Regions from separate parts of the Mus musculus genome. Here regions 2, 3, 4, 5, 6 and 7 are each linked to region 1. The links are chromatin contacts, called in public Hi-C, Micro-C and promoter capture Hi-C maps. All regions are on one chromosome and are shown on one strand. Each heading gives the region's core, a stretch centred on a gene start, on an enhancer-like site or on the middle of the called end of the contact. The rest is flanking DNA. Distances are from core to core; before and after follow the strand shown.

Region 1 (2,924 bases), core at 318-2,817:
TTCGGCTTCTGCTGGGAGTTAGTCTCACTACTGAGTTGGATTAAACCTGACTTAATAGGAAGAAAATGGCTTGTAGTTATTCCCCATATTCAATGCAGAGACAATAAAAATTTGAGTCTAGGGGCACAGACTTTGGAGTGAGATGGACACCTCCCTTTTAAGGACAGATAATATTGGAACCAGATTATTTAACATCTCTGAGTCTTAGTTTCCTCAATGCCCAAACGCACTTACTTGAGAATTTACCATAGGCTTTTCAGTTGGCGAAATTAGCCTGGTCCTGTTTACCCAGTAGATGTAGCCTTCAGTGAATTATTGAACACAGATTTTCTTTTTAAAAACCCATTTCAAAAAGTCTGTGAGCTGTATGCAAAATATAACTATAGCACTATTGAATAATAGTCTCAGTTCAAGTTATCTTTTCTACAAGGAACCCTCACAAACTGACTTATTTTCCTACCTCGGGATACTTCTCCCTGTTTCTCTTGGTTTACAAAAGGCTCTGAACTATTGTTGATTCATTAGTTTAGGCAAAATCCATCTCTGTCACTTGAAAGCAGGTTCTTTTTAAAAAATTGTATTCTTTTATTTTTTTTCTTATACTATTTTATGTATTTACATTCCAAATGTTGCCCCCCTTACTGGTCCCCCCTTCCCGAGTTCTTCACCCCATCCCTTTAAATTGTATTCTTTTTTTCTTTTAAAGATTTATTTCATTTATATGAGTACACTGTAGCTGCCCTCAGGCACACCAGGAGAGGGCACCAGATCCCATCCCATTACAGTTGGTTGTGAGCCATTGACCTCAGGACCTCTGGAAGAGCAAGCAGCCAGTGCTCTTAACCACTGAGCCACCTCTCCAGCCCTTGTATTTTTTTTTTAATTGGATATTTTTTTTGTTTACATTTCAAATGTTATCCCCTTTCCCAGTTTTTTTAAAATTAGGTATTTTTCTCATTTACATTTCCAATGCTATCCCAAAAAGTCCCCCATACCCTCCCACCCACTCCCACTTTTTGGCCCTGGCGTTCCCTTGTACTGGGCATATAAAGTTTGCAAGTCCAATGGGCCTCTCTTTCCAGTGATGGCCGACTAGGCCATCTTTTGATACATATGCAGCTAGAGTCAAGAGCTCCGGGGTACTGTTAGTTCATAATGTTGTTCCACAGCCCTTGTATTTTTAATTTGTGTGTGTGTGTGTGTGTGTGTGTGTGTGTGTGTGTGCTTTGTGAATGAACTCAGAACTCAGAACTCAGGCCGTTAGTCCTGGCTATTTATCTATGTACTCTATTTACTGAACCATCCCACAGGCCCAGGGATTAGACAGTTCCAGTCTCTGCCTCGAAATCCTCACGTGTAAAACTTTTGAAAGGGAGGAGGAGCTCAGAGGCCTGGGCCGGCTCATGCCCCGCCCAGTTTGGCTTGGGCCCGCCCCTGTGGTGCTCGGGACCCTGCCCCCCGTTGTGGGCGTGCTCCGCAATGTTGTGGAGGCCGCGTGCCGGCGGCGTTACGTCACACGCACGCTGGCGCGGCACCCGGTTCGGCGGCAGACGGAAGGGGGCGTGGCCTGGCGCTAGGGCCCCGCGGCCGCCGGCGCCGCCGCCTGAGTGACCTGCTAGGCGGCCGGCGGCGCTCAGCTTCCGGCCACTCAGGCAGCTCGTTGGCCACTCTGTTTTGAGGTCCTCGCCGCCCTTCCACGTCTCCCGGAAGAGCTAGCCGGCAGGTCCGGGAGCAGCGGGCTGCTGTGGCGGCCCGGGCGGGCGACGAGGCCGCGGTGCTGCCGCTCGGCGTCCTCAGGTGAGGCGCGACCAGGCCGCGGGCGGGACGGCTTGGCCTGCGGGACCCGGTCTCCGCCTTTCCCGAGCGCTGTCGTGCTCGTCTTCGCTCAGGGACAAGGAAGGGGATGCCAGAGCCCCGTAGCCTCCGGATACCGAGGCTGACCCGCCCTCCACCCCGACTCTGCTCTGGGGACCCAGTACGATGTGTTCTCGCCTCTCGGGGACCCGTGGTCACACCGCCGGGCCTGACCCCTGACCCCCGCCTCTGTGTGACATCTGACCTTCCCGGTGGCTTTGCACCACGGGAAGTCCCCTCTTGGAGTCTGTCACTGAGATAAGAGCTCAGGTTTAGTGTCTACGATCCACGTGAAAGATATGTTTTAAAGCCCCGTTAACTTTCAGATGGGAGGCAAGACATTAATTGTCTTCAGGCTTTTTTTTATTAGGAGAGCTACTTTTCTCTCGCTCATCACTAATTTTTACATCGAGCTTGTGTAACGTTTTATAAGTCAGAAGGCATGTTACATTCCTTTTTCATTTGGTTTCTCATAAATTGAAATACACACTTAAATGGGTTTCCTAAAGAGTGTGTTGAAACAGTTAACTTCCGACGAGGTTAGAGCGGAGAGGTTAAAAGGTGGGTTTACCTCTAGGTTGACCTAGATTCCAGTGTCTGAGGTGCCATCGAAGTTCCAGGATCTTTCTAAGCCATATCCATCTTTATTTGTTTCTAAAGGACTTTACAGTTTGCCATATAATGTAGCTGAGCATTATGTTACTATATTATTTTTATTATTTTATTTTTATATTATATTATTTTTAGTGATAGTGTTTGCACAACACTTGACATATAAGGATGAATTACTTCAGTAGTGTTTCTAGGAGTGCCTGTGTGTGGGCTAGAATTGGAATTTATCATTGAGCAAACCAGGCATTGTGTGTATCCACCCACTCCCCCTTCCCCAGCAGGGAGAGACATGTTTTAAAACAACAGTTGCAACAACCTGAAGCAGTGTAAGGCAAAAGAAGGGCATGCACACAGAATAAAAAGACCTAGCATAGAAGGGAAGGAAAGACAACTCTGATGCCAATTTAGTGAAGAAAGCCCAAGATCTAATAGTTCCAAGCCAAAGGGACACTGACCAC
Region 2 (2,924 bases), core at 180-2,679, 510 kb before region 1:
AACTTTATAAAGTCCTCCCTGACCTCCACACCAGCACATACACACAAACAGTAACTTTTTTTTTTAAATAGAATGAATGGCAAGAGTCTCATGAAGCAGTGTATACAGTGTTCAAAATATAACATGTTTAAAATGGGTCTTATTCCAAAACCTTTGGAAAATTAATTACAAATGAATGTGGGGAGGGGGCCGGGAGGGGGAGCTCACTCAGTCATAGCACGTGGCCATCATCCCAGCCAGCTCTCAGGAGGCAGAGACAGGACGATGGGAGTCTGGAGCCAACTTGGGCTACAAGAAATCCTGTCACAAACTAACTTGTTCCAGTTCCAAAACACTCAAAATGTCTTCTTAAGAGCACTTCATTTAACAACGTCCTTAGATTCACATCATTTTTGTCTTTTTGTTGTGCGTGGATTTTAAACACTATGAGTCAATGCTCCTTTACAAGTGATAAAAACAAAGGCCTTTGCTCCCAACGAAATAATAGTCTCAACTAGCAACCCTCTCCAAACCTAAAATGATTATGAAACATGGTTGTCCGAGAAACACCCAAATGACTTGATAATTGTATGCGAACATAGACCAGTTTCTCAAGATGTCACAGCAATACTTTTAAGCGTAGTCACTTAGGAATTAAGGTGAGGAAGAGACTAAGCCAAATCACACAGTAGAACGATTCTAATCTATCCATAATACCTAAAAACAAAGCTGGCCTCCTGGTCCGGAAAAATGGGAGAACAACCCAAACATCCCCGTAATAAAAACTCTTATGACGACTTCCCTCCGGGGTTTCCTACTTTACTTCCGAAGTGTCAGGCCCTTTAATGGGAAAGCCACGGTCACAACTGCAGAAAGACGTGGGATGGATAATCAAGATCTAAATGCATGGAGCATTCCATTATAGAACTGAGTTGAGAGAGAAAGTTGGATCTGCCAGAGGACAGGTTAGGGGGCGTGGGTGGAGTTGGGAAGGGTCCGCCAGGTGCTGAAAAGGCGACTCGCTAGACTAGACCCTAAGAGAGAAGAGAGAAGAAACCCGAAAAGGTGTGGCAAGTGGACAAGGAACGCCCGCGCTAATCCTCCGGGTGAAGCCCCCCGAAATGCCCAGGCTACCCGCCCGGTCTTCTAGGGCGAGGGTGCCGGGAACGCATGCGGGAGGCTTCACGAGCGGAGCCATGGGGAGAAGGCAGGAAGCACCCCTCACCCAGCCAGGTCGGGATGGGGGCGCTCGGGCCCCGCCTGAGTTCCTGAAGCGGCGTCGCTGCTCCCCACGCCCGCCGCCGAGCCGAGGACGGCTCCCCACCGAACGCCCACACTCACTTTCTCGTGGAAGATGGACTCCATGTTTATTTGTCTGGAGCCAACGGCCCCGGCGCGGAGCAGCCCCCTCCAGCAGCTCCGCCCCCGGCCCCACCCCTCAGCCCCGGTCCGCCCCGCCCTAGCCACGTGCCTCTCGCCAACCAATCACTACTGCGGGCGCACGTCACGAGGCACGCGAACCCGGGAGCACGGGACACGTGACCTGGGCGGCGTTGGTCCTCCCCGCGGCAAGCGTGATGCTGCGGCGCCGCCTGCTGTGCGGAGGAACTTCTCTACGCGGGACAATCTTGTGATTCTAGGGTTCTAGAAGAGAATCCTCGCAGCCAAGTTTTAGGTTCTTTTTTTTCTTTTTTTTTTTTTTTTCCATCTCCACCTTCTTTGGTCCTTTCTCCTCATCTTTATGTGAGCAACTCCTCTCCCACTGAAGACTTCATTCCAGAAGAGGCATTCTCCACATACCTAATATTTGTGTAAAAACTATAGCTAATGTTTAGTTAGGACTGACTTAGAATAGTCCAGTTGTAAGCGCAATTTAATACGGCATTTTTTGATGTGTGTGTGTCTTTTGTAATATTATACAAATAAAGAAATGTAGGTACGAAGAAATTAGCACAGCACACTGTCCAACATAGTTGGCTGTTGGAATGAATATCAGGTCCTGGGGTAAATACGCCATCTCTGAAGGAGGAAGCGTTGGTGAGGAAGTGAAAAATCCAGCAAAATATTGAGTGGCTCGCGCAGGGGATGGGGGTGGGGAGGGGGGGATTGACAAAGATTAAGCGTTGTATTGGGCGTTGTATCTTGTATGGTGGAACCATTTTAGGTTCTTCAATGTAGCAAAGGCCCAGTCTCCTAAAGGCTCATTGTACCTGAAGGTAAGGAAGGCATATGTTGTGTTGGAGGACAGCTGCTCTATGCCAGCCTGTAGCCAGGGTTACATAGGAGGACCCTGTCCACCACCTCCCTACCGGGAAAAAAAAAAAAAAAAAAAAAGCTACAGGCGGTTAAAGATTTTTAAAACTAGAGACATGGGGTCAAATTAGGATTTTAGAGGATCACTGGGGAACAATACTTGAAAGGCATTTGGGGAGAAATGAAGAGACTCTGGTGGTCAGGACTCCAGTAGTGATTTGAGAATGGAGAGAGACCACTTTGAAGCTTTAGGAAACAGAAGACTTTGATGAGGGACTGGGGTGGGATGGGGGTATTGTTAGGAAAGACTTGTGGGTTTCTGCTCTAGGTACCATGTAAAGCAGAAGTGATACTCCAACCAGAAATACTTTACAGAATGAGTAGGGTCTTGGGAAGAGAAGAAAAGGCTTTTAATTTAGAAAATACTGAGCTTAAATATCTCTGCAACTAAAGGTACTTATGATGGTTTGTATATTCTTGGACCAGGGAGTGGCACCATTTGGAAGTGTGGCCTTGTTGGAATAGGTATGACCTGGCTGGAGTAGGTGTGTCACGGTGGGTGTGGGCTTAAGACTCTCACCCCAGTTGCCTGGAAGTCAGTCTTCCACTAGCAGTCTTTGGATGAAGACTTAGAACTCTCAGCTCTGCCTGCGCCATGACAGCCTGGATGCTGCCATGCTCCCACCTTGACG
Region 3 (2,924 bases), core at 114-2,613, 480 kb after region 1:
CGACCTCAGCAGCAGCTGGTTCTCAATGTAGAGATAGATGTTCAGTGACAAACAGCAGCAACATCAGGCAGGGGGTGGGGGAATTATTTCCAAGACGTATTTCTTCCTTTGTTCTGTGTTTGTCCAAGCTACTTTTTTTTTCTTTCAAATTTCAATTACTGTTTTCTTTATTAATGCCTCCAGCTTCCCAGAAATTTTGGAATAAATCCTTGAGCTTTCCTCTAATCACACAAAACGCTTGTCATTTTCTCAGAAATGTTCATTATATTCATATTTTGTTCAGAACCACTTCCATGTATTTTGATTTTATTTACTCAAGATGAACTGTTCGCCGTCGTTCTTCAAAGAATCATTTGTCTTTCCCTGAGACGGGGCTGTGGTCTGGGGAGTAAGCAGTGGTAGAGCGCGATGGTCTCTGGGCAGGTACCTCAAGCTACCTACCAAGAATGCAGTCGGAGGGGCATCCTCAGGCGCCAAATCCCTTCCCCTTGTTCGCAGTCAAACAGCTCCACAGTACTTGCACCACGGACAGCTCCCTAGACGTCTGTTTTCTAGGCCACTTGGAATACCTTGATAATTGTTCCCAGTGTTTTGTTTTTAATAGTCAAAGATCTGGATAATTAGTACTTTTCTCAGGGAATTTACTAGTATTTCCTTAACCTACATATCATTCTTCCTGAGATGGAAGAACATTGATTTTCTTCATATTAAAAATAGCTCATCAACTTACAGTTCCTATTGCTTTTGCTAAACCAGTTTGCTATGCTTGTTGTCCCCCACCCCCACCCCCGCACCCCGCCCAGTTTTCCAAATGAACGATTTGAGTGAAGACTGGTTCTAATGACTGGCAGTTAGTCTTTCTGTTTCCGTTGTATTATTCCACTGCCCATTGATTCCGGGCGGCAGGGCGGATTTTATTGTTCCCATTTTACAGATGATGAAGAACCATAGGCTTACGGATAGCAAGCAATGGAACAGAGTCTGGGATCTGGTTCTCCTAAACCCAGGCTTCTAGTGCTTTTCTACTTTGAGGTGGACTCTCCAGGAGTCTTCCTATTAATATGCATGTTGCCCTTTTGATCGCTCCCCTTTTCCATTGGTTTCTGCTTCCCAGCAGAGAGAGGGGCTTCTCCCAGGCGCCCAGCCTGGACTGCTTGCGAGGAGCACACCTGGGTTCTTTCTGTCTCCAGTTTCTCCTCTTCCTTTTCTGTGGACCTTCCACCTTTACCATCTATGGAAATCTCCTCCTTTCCCTAGCTCCAACCCACACCCCCTCAAGTCTTCTCACAGCCCCCTGGCTTTGGGACCTCCCATCGCTGCTCAGCAGCAGGAGAGCCCATCCGCCAGGGGAGGCAGAGGGCACGGAGCGCAGCACGCCGGGAAGCCATGCAGAGGGTTACTTCTCCATTTCCTTCCTCGCAGTCCTCTGGAGCACTGTCGTCGCCCTCCGGCCCGGCTGTGTGCAGCCCGCCCCGGATCCGCCTCCCTGCCCTTCCTCCCGGAGGCTGAGACGCGCGTGGGACGCACCTGTGCTCCTCTCCGGTCACCGCGTCGAGGCGCCGGGGGCTGCTTCGCTCGCAGGATCTACGGGCCTGGAGAACGCCAATGGGGAGATCCAAATGGTCGGGGACTCCGGCACTTTAAGAGGCTTTTCTCTGGGAAACACCCGGCCCCTCCGTGCGCCTTATGAATGGAAATACTCCTCCCCCGGTCGAGCCCATTTTCCCATTTCACCAGGAGCCGCAGCTCGCTCTCTCCTTTCGGTCTCCCCGCCCACATCCACGCGGGCAGCTCCAGGAGGGGACGGACAGGAAGCCTTTGGCCGCCCATTAAATCCCACCCATTTCTCCGGGGGCGATTTCCTAACCTTCCGGGACCGAATTCTGCAATTTGATGTGCGTTTTGTCCGAATGGTAGCGACACGGGCCTAAGGGAGGGGGAAAGCGAGGGGGTGGGGGGTGGGGGGTATGCGCTCTTTTCCTCGCAACATCGCTGGCGGAGCGAGGGAGCTCACACGACACAGATTTTGGGGCAAAGCCTTTCCATCTGGACAGCACCATGTCCACCAAAGCGGAGCAGTGTAAGTAGCAGCCGGCCCGGCGTTCGGCCCGGCCTCCGGCTGGGAGCTATCGCAGCTGCGGCGTTTGCGGCTGCTGGGAGACCTTGGCATTGTGCTGGTGCGGGGGTGGGGGCTGAGGTTGGGGCGGGTGGCGGGTGGGGGGTGGAAGGAGGTGGGGGAGGGTGGACGGCGGAGGCAGCGCGGCGCTGTCCCCGGTGCTGAAAAATAATGCAGTCTACTGGGGCTAGCAGTGGGGTTCTCCAGACCGAAGACCCCGCGAGACGAAATTAAAATGGGGTCAATCTCGGGAAAAAGAGGCCTCGTATCTTTCAGATAAACATTTCGGTATCTCTTGTTGGAGTGGGGGAAGGGGGGCAGCGGCAAATCAGGGGCGGGGAACTGTCAGTTGCAACCAAAGCCTGCCTGGCCTTCTGAGCATGCCCAGTTCCTGGTGCTGGAGCCATCGGGGAGTTTGAGTCTGCAGTTTCCACTTCGGGTGGAAGAGGCAAGAAGGGAGAGAGGGGGGAGGGAACAGAGAGCAGGCTGAATTCTGCATTCAGTATAAAGAAAATTAACTCGTGCATAGCAACACTGCTCCCCTGGAGCAACTAACCTCCACTGTGTGGGGGCTTACAAGAGAGTGAAAGGGGTATTGGGAAAATGATCTAATTGATCTAATGATTTTTCCAAAGAGCAGGCTTTCTTTGTAGGGCAGCTTCCACAAACTCTAATAGCACAGGAGGAATTTGGTTGTACCAATAATGACTGGCTCTGTGCTTGGCTGGTAACAACATGGTAACTCCATGTGGACGGAGGACATTTCCAGCATGGTCCCCATAGTAACTCCTATTGCAATGTGCACTAG
Region 4 (2,924 bases), core at 185-2,684, 440 kb before region 1:
AAGAGGCCAGACATGGTCATACCCACCTGTAACCCCAGGGACTTGGCTGCCAGCCTAGCTCCAGGCTCAGTGAGAGATCCTGTCTCAGAGGAGTAAGGTGTGGAGAGATAGAACAGGCATTAACATTGTCTTCTATATGGGGTGGGGTGGGGGTGTAGATGTGTACCCTGGCACATACATGCAGACAGCAAACATACATATGAGAGAGAGAGAGAGAGAGAGAGAGAGAGAGAGAGAGAAGGCTCTGTGAAGAGCAGAGCAAGTTTGGTTTAGATTCCTAAAGGTTTTGTAAACATAGGAAAACAATGCATTCCTGGGCACTGACAGGACTTAGATTGACTTTGAAGTTTTCAATGTTCAATTCTTAAATTCTTCAGCATTGAATCTTAGGAGCTAGAACACTGGTGACCTATGAAGACAGAGAAAGGCAGGCAATAGCTGCTCAAGGCTCCTTGTGGCCTCCCGTGCTTCAGCTCGTTTGTGCCTGTTCCCCACTCACTCCTCCTCCCTCACCAGGATAAAGAAGAACACCGTGAACAGCCAGGGCCCTTATCCCGCTGTGGGGACATGTGCTCACTCTTATACTGATATTGCAACAGAAGGAACTGCTAACCTCACGTTTCCAGTGGCCAGAGAGCATTAAAGGGCACACCTGGCCCTCTGAAGCCTTGAATAATACTGTCGCTCTTCAGTCGACACTCAATAAAAAGCTATCAGAAGAGTTGGCTCTAAGGAGGAGTGCAAATCTCAGACCTTATTTCTGTGGACAATGAGGGGAGGCCTCGGGCAAACAGTGACTGCTTTAAAGTAGCCAAGGTGGTGTACGGGACGAACCTCTGAACCAAACTGCTGCTATCTTCGGTTCTGCTGGGTAGCTTCCATAACATCATCACAGCTGAACCTGTTGGCTATTTACCTTCCCTTATAGAAGAAGTAGATGGGAAAGGTCCAGAACCCTCACTTGAGTATCTAGCCACCCCTTCCAACCTGTCATGGGCAATTCTACCCTAATTGCATGTGATCTTGGGGGAGGAGCTTAGAGGATATCAGTGGGGGAAGAGTAGAGGTAAGGAAGCTATCATCCTTGCTGAGTTCGGACCTTCCAGAGTGGCTGCTTTAATGTCACCCATTCTTTTGCCAGAAACCCCTCACCCTAAACACGGAGAGCAGCCAGCATCATTCTTCAACTGAAGGTGGCACCTACTCCTCACAGGTGGAGCTGCTGAGCCCTAGCTGGAAGGTTGCTCTAATCCTGCTCTCTCCCATGCTAATTCCCTGCAAATAATCTCCCAGGCCGGCTTTAGCCTACTTCCAAGGCTAGAAGGCACAGGAGGTAAGCCAGTGGCTTAATGACCTCTGGGAGATAGAGACCCACATCACTTCACAAGCACAAGCTGGATGGCGGGCTGGGAGCTGAGATTCAGTGAGGCTGTCACTGTCCCAGGCTACACAGCTCCAGGGACTTGAATTCTGGCATTCCACCATGAAGCTCCACTGGGGAAAAGATGAAGCCCTCTGTGTGGTGAATTATTAATGAACTCCTGCCTCTCTCAGAGCCCTTCTGCCTTTCTGGGGGTGTGATTGTGGTGGAGTGGCTTTGCTGCAGCCCCTGAGGGAGAATATCAGTGTGTCTTCCTTGAAATGACACATGGACCAGGCTGCTCATCTCCATCATCAAAGGATATTTGGGAACAGAAACGTTGGTGTGGGCTTCTGCCCGACTCCTGCACGTGCACGTGTATATGCACACTAGCACAGGCCAGTATGTGGGTGGGTGGCTACTTCAGGTTTCCACTTGGCTCCCAGATCCTTCCTCCCATCTGGGTTCATTCTATAGACTCCAGGCTAGCAACTTGCTGTGTACCAAGTGCTGCTCCAAGATTATCACAAACGTTAGGCCTCTTAAGAACGCTGAGCAGTTTCTAGTTTAGCTCTAGCTCCTCAGTTTCTAGATGGGGAAACGGAGGCTTGGGGAAATGAGGTCATTCACCCAGGTCACACAGCTGTAGATAGAACAATGATGTAAAGACGTATTATCAGGCTCACAGCCCTCGTGCTCCAAAGTACCTCCACTGCACCCCACCGTATAGTCCCTGTTGAGTGCATGCACCCCTTATGCCCTTCAGAAGGGACTAAGATAGAAATGACATGACCCCACACACTCCAAATGCCACCTGGAATAACAACACGTGAAGTGCTGGGCAGAAAAGGGTGAGCTACTCAAAGCCAAGTAGCATCAGATTCCAAAACTGGAGACAGGGGCATTACTAATTAATATGCAATTGACATTAATCATATGTTTTTAGCTTTATTGTTTGATGCTGTGCCTATTGTCTGGAGACAGACAATGAAATGTAGGTTCTATGAGCATAGGACTGTTGAGCCAGGCCTGGTGGCCTGAGCCTGTGACCTCAGCTGTGATTGAAGTGCTGAATTTGGTGGATCCCAAATTCAAGGTCTGCTTTTACTAGAAGAGTGACTTCAAGGCCAACCTGGGTAACTTAGTGAGCCTTTGCCTCACAATAAAAAGTAGAAAGATGTCTGAGAAATAGCTCATTGGCAAGCACTCCCTGTACTGAACTGCCAGGTTCATGCCTCAAGACAGAAACAAAGGAGATCTGTACAATCAGCATCTCCAGCCCTTACAATGGTATCTGGTATTCTGTAGGTGCTCAATACAGATTTGTTTGAAATCATATGTTAAAGGTGGGTATGCATTCTTTGTAAATTCTCTCACTGAGAGGCGGGTGTGTCTCTCCTTACTTTGCATGGAGACTTGTCTCAGTGCCCCACTTGCCCTTGTAGCTTGCTTGCCTTGGTGGCTCACTTGCTTTGGTGGCTTGCTTCTCTTGGTAGATCATTTGACCAACACAGCCCAGCAGAAGTGATGCTCTGAGACCCCTGAACCTGTTGTAAGAAGTGTT
Region 5 (2,924 bases), core at 143-2,642, 430 kb after region 1:
ATATGATTTTAGTATATCCATGTGCCTTACAGTTTCAACCCACTCCTAAAAAAAATGTATAGAGCAGCACAATACACTTTCTACTCCCCAAACAAGGCACTTATTATCTCAAAGGTTATTTATACAATAGGCTTGCAAAAGAAATATTTATGATATTAAATTTCAAAACTTATAATAATCTATTCTATTTTTCTATTGATGAATACAAATTTAGTTGTTGGTGATTTCTCATCTTCTCTTCTGGGCCCAGATTCTCTGTACCGTGAATCTTTTTAACATCATCATCATCCTATAAAATTTCTTTCTTTCTTTCTTTCTCTCTCTCTCTCTCTCTCTCTCTCTCTCTCTCTCCCTCCCTTCCTTCCTTCCTTCCTTCTTTCTTTCTTTCTTTCTTTCTTTCTTTCTTTCTTTCTTTCTTTCTTTTTAATGTTTTTTTTTTGAGACAGGGTTTCTCTGTGTCCTGGAACTTGCTCTGTAGATCAGGCTAGCCTCTAACTCATTGATCTACCTGCCTCTGCCTTGGGATTGAAGGCGTGCACTATCACTCCTCAGGTTAAAAACCTGATCTTAGTCTTGTCTCTCTTTTCTCTTTTAGTTCCTTTGTTGCCTTCCCTCCCTCATCCCTTCTCACCCCCTCCTTTCTTTCTCACACAGCTCAGGCTGGCCTCCTGCTCTAACCTTAGCCTAGCATGCAGGGCCTTGACCTCCCAACCCCCTGCTTCCAAACTAATGCTGGAATTACAGATGTGGTCCACCATGCATGGCTTTTCTCTGTTCGTTTGTTTTCATTGTTAAGAATTAGTTTACAGGTAGGGAAGAAGAGTTATCAGCAAGTAAAGCAAGGCTAAAATAGACGCACATTTACTTTGCTCTGGTTTGTGAAAGGATGAGCTATAATGGTTTTAGTTCATTTACTGATGTAGTATGCATGGAGCCCGGAGTTAAAGCGTCAGGATCACAAAAACTAATAGAAAAGGAAGTTAAAAAAAAAATACCAGGAACACGATCTATGGAAATTTTAATTTATATTCTAGAGCAGTGTAAAAATGGTATGATATCTGCTATTGACTAAAAGCAACGGAATACTGAGCAATAGCTATAGATGTTGGCAGCCAATGGTCCCTCACCTTGTGTTAGGAGAAGAAAATCAGAAAATCCTGAGTGTGGCTTTGGGACTGAATAGGTTTGGCAAAGAGTTTGGGAGAGGGCAGGAAGCTGGACTTGTGAGGACATAGGTGGGAAGAAGGTAGAGAGTGGCAGGGCCAAAACACATACAGCGGAGAAGCAGGGTCGGGTAAGAGCTCAAATTCCATGCAAAGGGCTTGAGTGGATGGTGCGCATGCTCAAACCAGCTGCCCGCCCTTTCCTCGCGCACACTTTACCAACGGCCTTTGACTCCGACACTGGTGGTCTCCGGTTTGCTCTGTCTCAGTGGCCCTTTTCTGACCTGCGATGTCTCGCCTGCTGCTACTCTGCTCTTCGCTCCTCCGCCACCGTGCAGTCCTGTTCTCGAAGCCTGGCCACCCAGGCCGCCTCAGCCACTCAGAAAGCCCACAAAAAAAAATCCTGTCGCCCACGGTGAGGTAGAACCCACTTAACGGTCCAAATGGGTGTGGAGGGGGGAGTGTGTGGTGTGTGTGTGTGGTTGTGTGTGTGGTTGTGTGTGTTGGCAGCTTCAGTTGTGGGGTCACTTTGGATGGCGGTTCAGGGCGAGGATGAGAGTCCCAAGTAGGACCTGGCTCTCCATTATGGAGGCACAGGGTCCTCGGTTCACTCCAGGGTAATCTACCTGCCTGGTGGCCAAGACATAGCATTTTCTCTAAAAACTGGTGGAGAGACGCTAGACATAGTTGAGCTTCCAGAATCCAGAGGTCAGAAACCGGCAACTATTGAAAAAAAATGAGTTTTTGAAAATTCAGTTGAATACAAATGGAACACGTTGCAGGACCCAAGACTTTTTTTTTTTTTTTTGGTCATATGACAAATTTCACAGCATACTTTTGTGGATGTGTGCACTAAAGTGCAGGTATCTGAAGAGGCCAGAGGTGTTGGATCTGGAGCTAGAGTTGACTATGTCCTGCCTGATGTGGATTCTGGCAACCAAATTTAGGTTCTCTGCAAGAGTGGTATAAAGTTTTAGCAGATGAGCCATTTCTCCGACCTCTGAGAAAGATCTTTAGCTGGGTGTATAAGGAAGGGGAAACACCCAGAGTTTTGTGCATAAAAGCCCACAAAGTCGGTGTTCTGCTGCCAACCTCCACGCCTCTGCCCATAAGCCGTTTTACTAGGCAGTGGGCCATACTCATTAATATTCCTTTTCTTCTTTTCCAGGAATCAGCTGTTGGGATTGTCGTGTTTTTTACGACCTTTTACATCCCAGCTGCATATGTGCTAAGCAGTCTGAAGTATTTCAAAGGAGAGTAGATACAGGATGTCCAGGAGCAGCACGGCATGGCTCCTTTAAATGGGAAAAAGTGCCTGTTTGAACCTCCTCTGACGAGTTAGTCCTATAACTGTCTGTGATGTTCTACACTTCGGTTTGTTTTTGGACTGTGCATCATATGGACGACGAACATAATCTGCTTAAGTGTTAAATAAAATGGAAACACTTGTTTGTGCTTAGTATTGCTTTCTTTTTTACTTATTTTGTTTTGGCTTGAAATGCTAGGTAGCCAACCCAAGTGCTCGTGCGTGGGAGACACTCTACCACTGAGCCACAACCCCGGCAATTGTCTTCTGAATATTATTAAAGCTGACAAAAATTTATTAAAATTACAGTGAGAAAATTTATAAAAATTACAGTGAGAAAAAAATCAATGAGGATTGTTATGAAAGGTTGCATCAAAAGTTTTGTGGATGTTGAGTACGTGAATCTAATAACCTCAACTGTGAAAGATTAAACAGGCTTTGAGGCCATGGCGGTT
Region 6 (2,924 bases), core at 218-2,717, 310 kb before region 1:
TCGCCCGTCCCTTCCCCGATTCCCACCTAGATTCTGCTGTGCTGTGGGCTGTGGTCATTTCTGCTTCCCCAATGATCCGCCTACATTTACACTGGTGCTGCTGCCCAGACAAGGGCAGAACCAGTGAGCAGCGAGCCGCCCAGAAACAGCAATCTCTGGCCCAGAGGGGACCAGGATGTGTTGTTTTAACGGATGGTGTCACGTGATCCCGAATTAAGTTCCCATTGGTTGGCAACCTCATCCTACCTCCTTGGAAGAGAGAGCCTGGTTGTCCAGCACCCATGGTGTTGTTAGTGGGAGGTGAATCAGTCATGGTGGAGCTTTGGGCCCTGATGCTCACATCTTTTCCTAGCTGAGTCATGTGGGCTCCCACTCTACCAGCTGTTTGTTGTTCGGACCCTTTTCTTTGCAGAGATATCTGGTCAGTCTCTCCTTGCTTGGGCTTGGTGGTGTTAGGGTGTTAGACTCGTCAGACTGACAGACAGACTCCCCAGTGACCAGCCTATTGCAGCCAGGAGAGGGTTCAGGTCTCTACAGCAGCTAACTGTCCTACCTGTACCTGCTGGGCCTAGAGCTACCCCACAGCTACCCAATAAGAAAACTGCCTGAGTTTTGTGCCCTCTCATGAGCTTGGTCATAGGGGTTTACCTATGGGAAACTCAACGCTGGGGCTGGGGCTGGGGCTGGGGCTGGAGCCTCAGGGTGCCAGCCTGCCCCCTGGAGAGGTGTGTACAGACCCTGTGCTAGCTTCCACATTCCTGACCTTGGATTACTTTTGACTCGTTCATTTGTTATCAGAGACACACATTCTATCTAGAGACACAGTGGTGTTCAGAACAGGCAAATGCCTCCCCAGGATGCTTACAGTCTTGAGGGAAGGAAACAGATATTGCCCGAGCTAGGGACAGAATGTGTGAAAGTAGACTTCCCAGCTCACGACAAGGGAGTGAGCCTGTGCCTGTGGGATCTGGGGACTCTGATGAGGTGCAGCTCTTGACTGGAGACACACCATATGTATGTATGTGAGTGTGTGTGTGTGTGTGTGTGTGTGTGTGTGTGTGTGTGTGTGTTTCCCCTGAGATTTTACATGTTGACTAGCAAGCCCTGAACACTTCCTCATGGGAGAAGAGAGTAGACTGAGCAGACCCACTGTGTAGGCATCTCACTAGGCTCCTCGGAGAAGGCCTCACTGAGAAAGTGGCATTTGTACCAAAGAGGGAATGAAAAGGGGGGGGGGTGTTGAGGGGACAGCCACTCTGTGCAGGCCTGAAGGGGGGTGGCTGGGGACTAGCAGGTGAAGGGAGCTAGAGTCAACTGAGGGAGAGAGAGAGAGAGTCAAAGAATGAGCTGCAAAGATGGGAAGAGGGGAGAGTGTTCCAATGTCAGTCATTCACAGCAACAGGAACTGAGGCTGTACACATGTGCTGACAGCAGCAGCCTCTGAGGGTCCCAGTGTCAGTCATTCACAGCAACAGGAAATGAGGCTGTACACATGTGCTGACAGCAGCAGCCTCTGAGGGTCCCAGTGTCAGTCATTCACAGCAACAGGAACTGAGGCTGCACACATGTGCTGACAGCAGCAGCCTCTGAGGGTCCCAGTGTCAGTCATTCACAGCAACAGGAACTGAGGCTGCACACAGGTGCTGACAGCAGCAGCCTCTGAGGGTTCAGCTCTCACAGAAGAAGCTGGATGGCACACTAGGTGACTTACCCAGAGGCCCTTTGCCTGCAGCTCAGCCTTCAGACCCTAGCATTTGCACTTGAAGATGAAGGAGTGGGGGACATTTGCCATGCACGCAGATACTGGCCTGTTGTTTCAGCACAGACTGAGCATCTCTGGGACCAGGAGAGTTTTGGATGCTTTTCAGTTTGGGATATCTGCATATGCATAATGAGATGTCTTGGGTATGGGACCCAAGTCTAAGCAAGAAATCTATTTATATTTTATATACTTTACACTCGTAGCCTGGGGGTAATTTTACTTAATATTTTAGTGTATTTGTTTTGTATTGTACTGTTCTGTACTGTACTGTAATGTATTGTATTGTATTGTATTGTATTGTATTGTATTGTATTCAGTGTATTTTCACTTTGGTCTATCACATGAGATTGGGTATGGAATTCCATCATGTTGTTAAAAATGTTTCAGACTTTGGAGCACTTTAGATTTGGGATTTTTGGATGCATGGTGCTCAAATACAATAAGCCAGAACCATCCTGGGGGAGGACAAAATAGAGAGTGAAGCTCAGAAGGAGTTTCCGTGAGCAGTCAGTACATGGAAATGCAAGGGTGCGGTGCCTAGAGCATCCTCCATGCTCGGGAGTCCTGGCAGCATGGACCATGCCTACTTGACACAGCAGTGGCCTATCCCTGTGGATAGAGGACAAAGTTGAGAAAGCCACAGGCATGTCTAGTTCTTATGGGTCCAGGCTCTCTCCTCTTGCTCCTCCCCAGCCTATAGTAGATATAGTGGGCACTCTCCACACTCATGATGTCCTTGAGGGTCTCATACTCTACCAGAGCCTTTCTGGGAGGTCAACACCTGAAGAGAGCTGATCACTACAGTACGGCAGGTTGCTAGGCCAACGGAGACAGGCAATGGCTGGTCCTGGGGCTGAGTCTCATGTTTCCTTCCCATCTCCACTGTAGTATCAGCTCCATCATTCAGGGTGGGATGTTTTTGTGTTTGTTTGTCAGTAGCAAGCAAAGTAAGAGAATTTATTAAGAAAGATGAACTTCCAAAGAAGGAGTCAGGCTGAAGCAGAGGTAAGGGGTCTTATTAAGGGTTTTACTGCTGTGAACAGACACCATGACCAAGGCAAATCTTATAAAGGACATTTAATTGAGGCTGGCTTACAGGTTCAGAGGTTCAGTCCATTATCATCAAGGAAGGAGCATGGCAGCATCCAGGCAGGCATGGTGC
Region 7 (2,924 bases), core at 175-2,674, 310 kb after region 1:
AAAAGGGACCCAGGTCCTAGAAATTACCAAGTTTCAAATCACTTGGTTTTGTATTTGTAGTATGGGATGGCATTCTGGAAACTATGGGCTAGTGGTGTGCCAGGCAGCAGCAGATGGACACACTGTACCTGGCAAATGGCCTTGTAAATACGTAGGTTTCTGGTCAGACACGAGTGCTGCAGTCGGTTACTTAAGAGACCTATAACTGCTCAGATTGCTGAGAACTTGTGACCCTTGACTGGTCAGCCCTAAATGAAGACATCTACAGCGCCCCTTTCAAGGATTAGGCAAATGGAAGGAGAGGCAGAAAGAATCAGCACAGAAGTTGGGGAGGAGTGATGTGGAATGCTGTCTTCCGGGCATCACGTGATGCTTGGAACAAAAAAAGGTGAAAAGGTTTTGAGAAGTGAGGAAGTAATATTTAGTCTTTTTCCTTTAATTTGAAGAGTTAATATAGGTCATGTGAGAATTCAGCCATGGCTGGTGAGTGGGTGGAGTCTGACACCCCGAGTTTGGGTCCCAGGTGGAAGGAGAGAACTGACTCCTCTAAGTTGTCCTCAACCCCCACAAGCTCTATGTGGCATGTGTGCTCACTCCAAATAAACACGTGAGCAGGGGCTGATGGCTTTCCCTTGGTAGTGGAGCACGTGCCTACGATACCCGAGGCCCAACTCCAAGCCCCATTAAAAAAAGAAAATGGCACAATAAAAAAGTAGCAAGCAGGGATAGAGACACACACCTCAGCGCTCAGAAGGCAGAAGCAGGCAGCTCTTGAGTTTGAGGCCAGTGTGGTCTACACAGTTTTAGGCCAGCCAGGGCTACCAAGAAAGATTTTTAAGCAAGAGAGGCAGAGAACAAGAGACAGACTACAATTCCAAGTCCCCCGACTCCATTAGCCTTCTCAGGGGCAGGCCCTGTAAGCACTCTTGAGAATTGTCACATACACTTTATTTTATCTGTCATTTTCTCTACTCCATATTAAGTGTGTGTGGTAATTTTATCACGAAGCTGTCCCTTTAGCTGCCTTGGCTGGCAGTGCCACACTGCAGTTTTCCTTCCTGTTGTGGGAGGCCTGGGTCAATGAGTCCCCTCTGAAAGACCTAGGAAGGTAGGGTCCTCTGGGTCTTCACCTGTGTCTTCCATCTTCCAAAATTCCCCTCAGTCATGAAGTATATATAGACCACTCTCCCTGACTTTCTACCTAAATACACTTGTCAGGTAGGTACTCCTTAGAACTCCTGGCCAAACTAATACGACTAATATTCAGCTCATTTCCCTCTGGTTCAGACCCTCCTTGTCTTGCCTACCAACTGCAATAGCTGGTGTTCTCTTGCTAATTGTGTTACCTAACAAACCTGTTTGCAGTGTCCCACACATAGGCTAAAGGAAGCCTGCCCCCAGCTGGCTTTGATTGGTAATAAAGAATTGCCTTACAGCCAATGGCTGGGCAGAGGGGATGGGGTGGGACTTTTAGATTTTCTTGGGCTAGGAACTGGGGAGGTGGATCAGATTTAGAGCTGCAGAAAGAAACTTATCAGAAATGTGAGAAGGAATGCGGTCACTCAAAGGGCTGCCCAGAAGCGTATTGGGGAGCAAAGACCAGGGAGCTGCCCACAAGGAGCCAGGGCAACAAAGATAAAATATAGAACTGGAGGGCGTTAAACCAGGATTATAGGAGGGAAATGTGTGCTAGCTGCAGGGAATGCCCAGCCTTTGAGCTAGCCAAGGCATTTTAAAATTAACTGGCTTGTGTGTGTGTTCCATTCACAAATCCAGCTAGCTCCCGGGTGGGTGCCCTTGTGCGACCCGTTTTTTTTAGTTAAGCTACAACCAAAAGTTAAGCAAGTTATGAAATACTGCGCCCTTTGCAGCCTGAATCCATCTTTGCTTGGCTCTCTTTACATCACTCCTGAGCCTCTTCATTTCCCACTGATGGGAAAGCTGGCTAACACCAGCATCACCCTCCAGTTCAGGCCAAAGCTTTTGTAGCGATTTTGATGTTTGAGATTGGCATAAGGGCCAATCTCAGTATCTGCCTGTCCAAAGCTGGGTCCACTAGTTTGTCCCAGAGCCCTCATTCATTACTTCCACAGCCCTCCTGAGCTTCCAGCTAAGGCCTCTTCTCTCTTCATCCTGCCAAGTCTTTCCACCCAAGCACCCCTTTTAACAGTATCTTTTCTTCCGGGAAGGGAAGTTAAAATGTTGAAGTAGAACTGTCTTTAGTCTGAGGTCTTCCATGCTTGGAGGTCTGAATACCTGGATACATCTTTGGTCCGACTGACCACAAGGCACTCCAGGTGCCTGGTAAATGGCTGAACTTCCTATGGAGACCACTGCTTCAATTTATACAATGAAATCTCTCAAAAATGTCCTGGGTGAAATAAATGTAAACTTGGACCAGAATGGATAGTTTTCAAGGAAACATCACCACCATCATCAAAATGTTTCTGGATAACTAAAAACATGAGACAGAGAATCTAGAAAAACTCCAGACCCTATTCTTAAGGGGTACAACCACACCTGTAGATGGAGACCAAATGCTGTAAGCTAGAACAGACTATGTCCAACTCAGCGGTTCTATACAAGCTGTTTATTTGAAATGCCAACTCTATGTAGGATAAAGTCAGTGTTACATGCTTATCAGTAACAGTAGAAAAATAGAACCAGTGAAAACCTCTGTACAACTGTGATGGTACTCAAAAGAGAAACGTGTCGTTTACAATGCTTCACACAGACGAGTTCAAGTTTGGAGGTACCTAAATAAAAATACTATATATTTCTTTAAAAAACACTATGTACAATTGAAGCGTAAACAAGTTTTACAAAGTACTGGTTATGCAGGTTGTAAAAACACTTGCATAGGACATGAAATCAGTTTAAGAAAGGTTTCTGAGCCTTTAGCATTGAAGGCACTTGACTTTACC

What was found. Promoter capture Hi-C pulls out the DNA fragments that hold promoters and counts their contacts. A called contact is a pair of places that touch in the nucleus more often than the background predicts. Capture Hi-C pulls out chosen DNA fragments and counts their contacts.
Region 2: a contact with region 1 is called in a promoter capture Hi-C map of adipose tissue. The contact joins the promoter of Atxn3 here to the promoter of Golga5 in region 1. A contact is called at or near these places in 16 of 39 promoter capture datasets (3T3-L1-derived adipocytes, the C10 cell line, the HPC-7 cell line and 13 more), 3 of 484 Hi-C or Micro-C datasets (B cells, muscle stem cells and pre-B cells), 13 of 115 datasets of contacts at active chromatin or transcription factors (the SCID.adh cell line, bone marrow-derived macrophages, cardiomyocytes and 8 more) and 3 of 9 other capture datasets (adipose tissue, liver and macrophages).
Region 3: a contact with region 1 is called in a Micro-C map of embryonic stem cells, with 4 times the contacts expected there. The contact joins the promoter of Unc79 here to the promoter of Golga5 in region 1. A contact is called at or near these places in 2 of 39 promoter capture datasets (hippocampal neurons and stem cell-derived epiblast-like cells) and 2 of 484 Hi-C or Micro-C datasets (both in embryonic stem cells).
Region 4: a contact with region 1 is called in a Hi-C map of rod photoreceptor, with 4 times the contacts expected there. The contact joins the enhancer-like site here to the promoter of Golga5 in region 1. A contact is called at or near these places in 2 of 39 promoter capture datasets (the 3T3-L1 cell line and the C10 cell line), 1 of 15 datasets of contacts at CTCF or cohesin (pro-B cells), 2 of 484 Hi-C or Micro-C datasets (embryonic stem cells and rod photoreceptor) and 4 of 115 datasets of contacts at active chromatin or transcription factors (extraembryonic endoderm stem cells, large pre-B cells, pro-B cells and 1 more).
Region 5: a promoter capture Hi-C map of stem cell-derived epiblast-like cells shows a contact between it and region 1, with 4 times the contacts expected there. The contact joins the promoter of Cox8c here to the promoter of Golga5 in region 1. A contact is called at or near these places in 6 of 39 promoter capture datasets (cranial neural crest, embryonic stem cells, liver and 2 more).
Region 6: a contact with region 1 is called in a Hi-C map of bone marrow-derived macrophages, with 5 times the contacts expected there. The contact joins the enhancer-like site here to the promoter of Golga5 in region 1. A contact is called at or near these places in 6 of 39 promoter capture datasets (the C10 cell line, the HPC-7 cell line, hippocampal neurons and 3 more), 2 of 15 datasets of contacts at CTCF or cohesin (large pre-B cells and pro-B cells), 16 of 484 Hi-C or Micro-C datasets (B cells, the C10 cell line, the HL-1 cell line and 10 more), 5 of 115 datasets of contacts at active chromatin or transcription factors (bone marrow-derived macrophages, embryonic stem cells, large pre-B cells and 1 more) and 2 of 9 other capture datasets (adipose tissue and macrophages).
Region 7: a contact with region 1 is called in a promoter capture Hi-C map of stem cell-derived epiblast-like cells, with 2.8 times the contacts expected there. The contact joins the enhancer-like site here to the promoter of Golga5 in region 1. A contact is called at or near these places in 6 of 39 promoter capture datasets (the HPC-7 cell line, embryonic stem cells, hematopoietic stem and progenitor cells and 2 more), 1 of 15 datasets of contacts at CTCF or cohesin (the NIH/3T3 cell line), 4 of 484 Hi-C or Micro-C datasets (CD8 T cells, cortical neurons, liver and 1 more), 1 of 115 datasets of contacts at active chromatin or transcription factors (extraembryonic endoderm stem cells) and 2 of 9 other capture datasets (adipose tissue and embryonic stem cells).

What each region holds. Positions count from the first base shown.
Region 1 is chr12:102,467,567-102,470,490 of GRCm38.p6, forward strand. It overlaps Golga5 (golgi autoantigen, golgin subfamily a, 5), which reads left to right and starts at 1,568. Exons shown (of 13, transcript NM_001199004.1): 1 at 1,568-1,797. Gm30198 (a long non-coding RNA gene) reads left to right here. Exons shown (of 3, transcript XR_381856.1): 3 at 1-310.
Region 2 is chr12:101,956,814-101,959,737 of GRCm38.p6, forward strand. Atxn3 (ataxin 3) reads right to left here and starts at 1,430. Exons shown (of 11, transcript NM_029705.3): 1 at 1,321-1,430. The coding sequence starts at 1,344.
Region 3 is chr12:102,947,496-102,950,419 of GRCm38.p6, forward strand. Unc79 (unc-79 homolog) reads left to right here and starts at 1,364. Exons shown (of 49, transcript NM_001081017.2): 1 at 1,364-2,080. The coding sequence starts at 2,059.
Region 4 is chr12:102,028,832-102,031,755 of GRCm38.p6, forward strand. No RefSeq gene overlaps it. Among named protein-coding and RNA genes, the nearest start is that of Cpsf2, 54 kb to the left of the region's middle. Within about 2 kb of position 1,435, at least 6 of the 459 cell types and tissues checked have an H3K27ac peak or open chromatin away from gene starts, as enhancers often do. A contact at or near this core is called in extraembryonic endoderm stem cells and rod photoreceptor, where this site is marked.
Region 5 is chr12:102,897,914-102,900,837 of GRCm38.p6, forward strand. It overlaps Cox8c (cytochrome c oxidase subunit 8C), which reads left to right and starts at 1,393. Exons shown (of 2, transcript NM_001039049.1): 1 at 1,393-1,578; 2 at 2,332-2,621. The coding sequence starts at 1,453. The coding sequence ends at 2,424.
Region 6 is chr12:102,157,299-102,160,222 of GRCm38.p6, forward strand. The region is part of intron 2 of Slc24a4 (solute carrier family 24 (sodium/potassium/calcium exchanger), member 4); the gene reads left to right. Among named protein-coding and RNA genes, the nearest start is that of Slc24a4, 30 kb to the left of the region's middle. Within about 2 kb of position 1,468, at least 6 of the 459 cell types and tissues checked have an H3K27ac peak or open chromatin away from gene starts, as enhancers often do. A contact at or near this core is called in bone marrow-derived macrophages, where this site is marked.
Region 7 is chr12:102,778,222-102,781,145 of GRCm38.p6, forward strand. Btbd7 (BTB (POZ) domain containing 7) reads right to left here. Exons shown (of 11, transcript NM_001377026.1): 11 at 2,576-2,924. Among named protein-coding and RNA genes, the nearest start is that of Ubr7, 22 kb to the left of the region's middle. Within about 2 kb of position 1,425, at least 11 of the 459 cell types and tissues checked have an H3K27ac peak or open chromatin away from gene starts, as enhancers often do. A contact at or near this core is called in stem cell-derived epiblast-like cells, where this site is marked.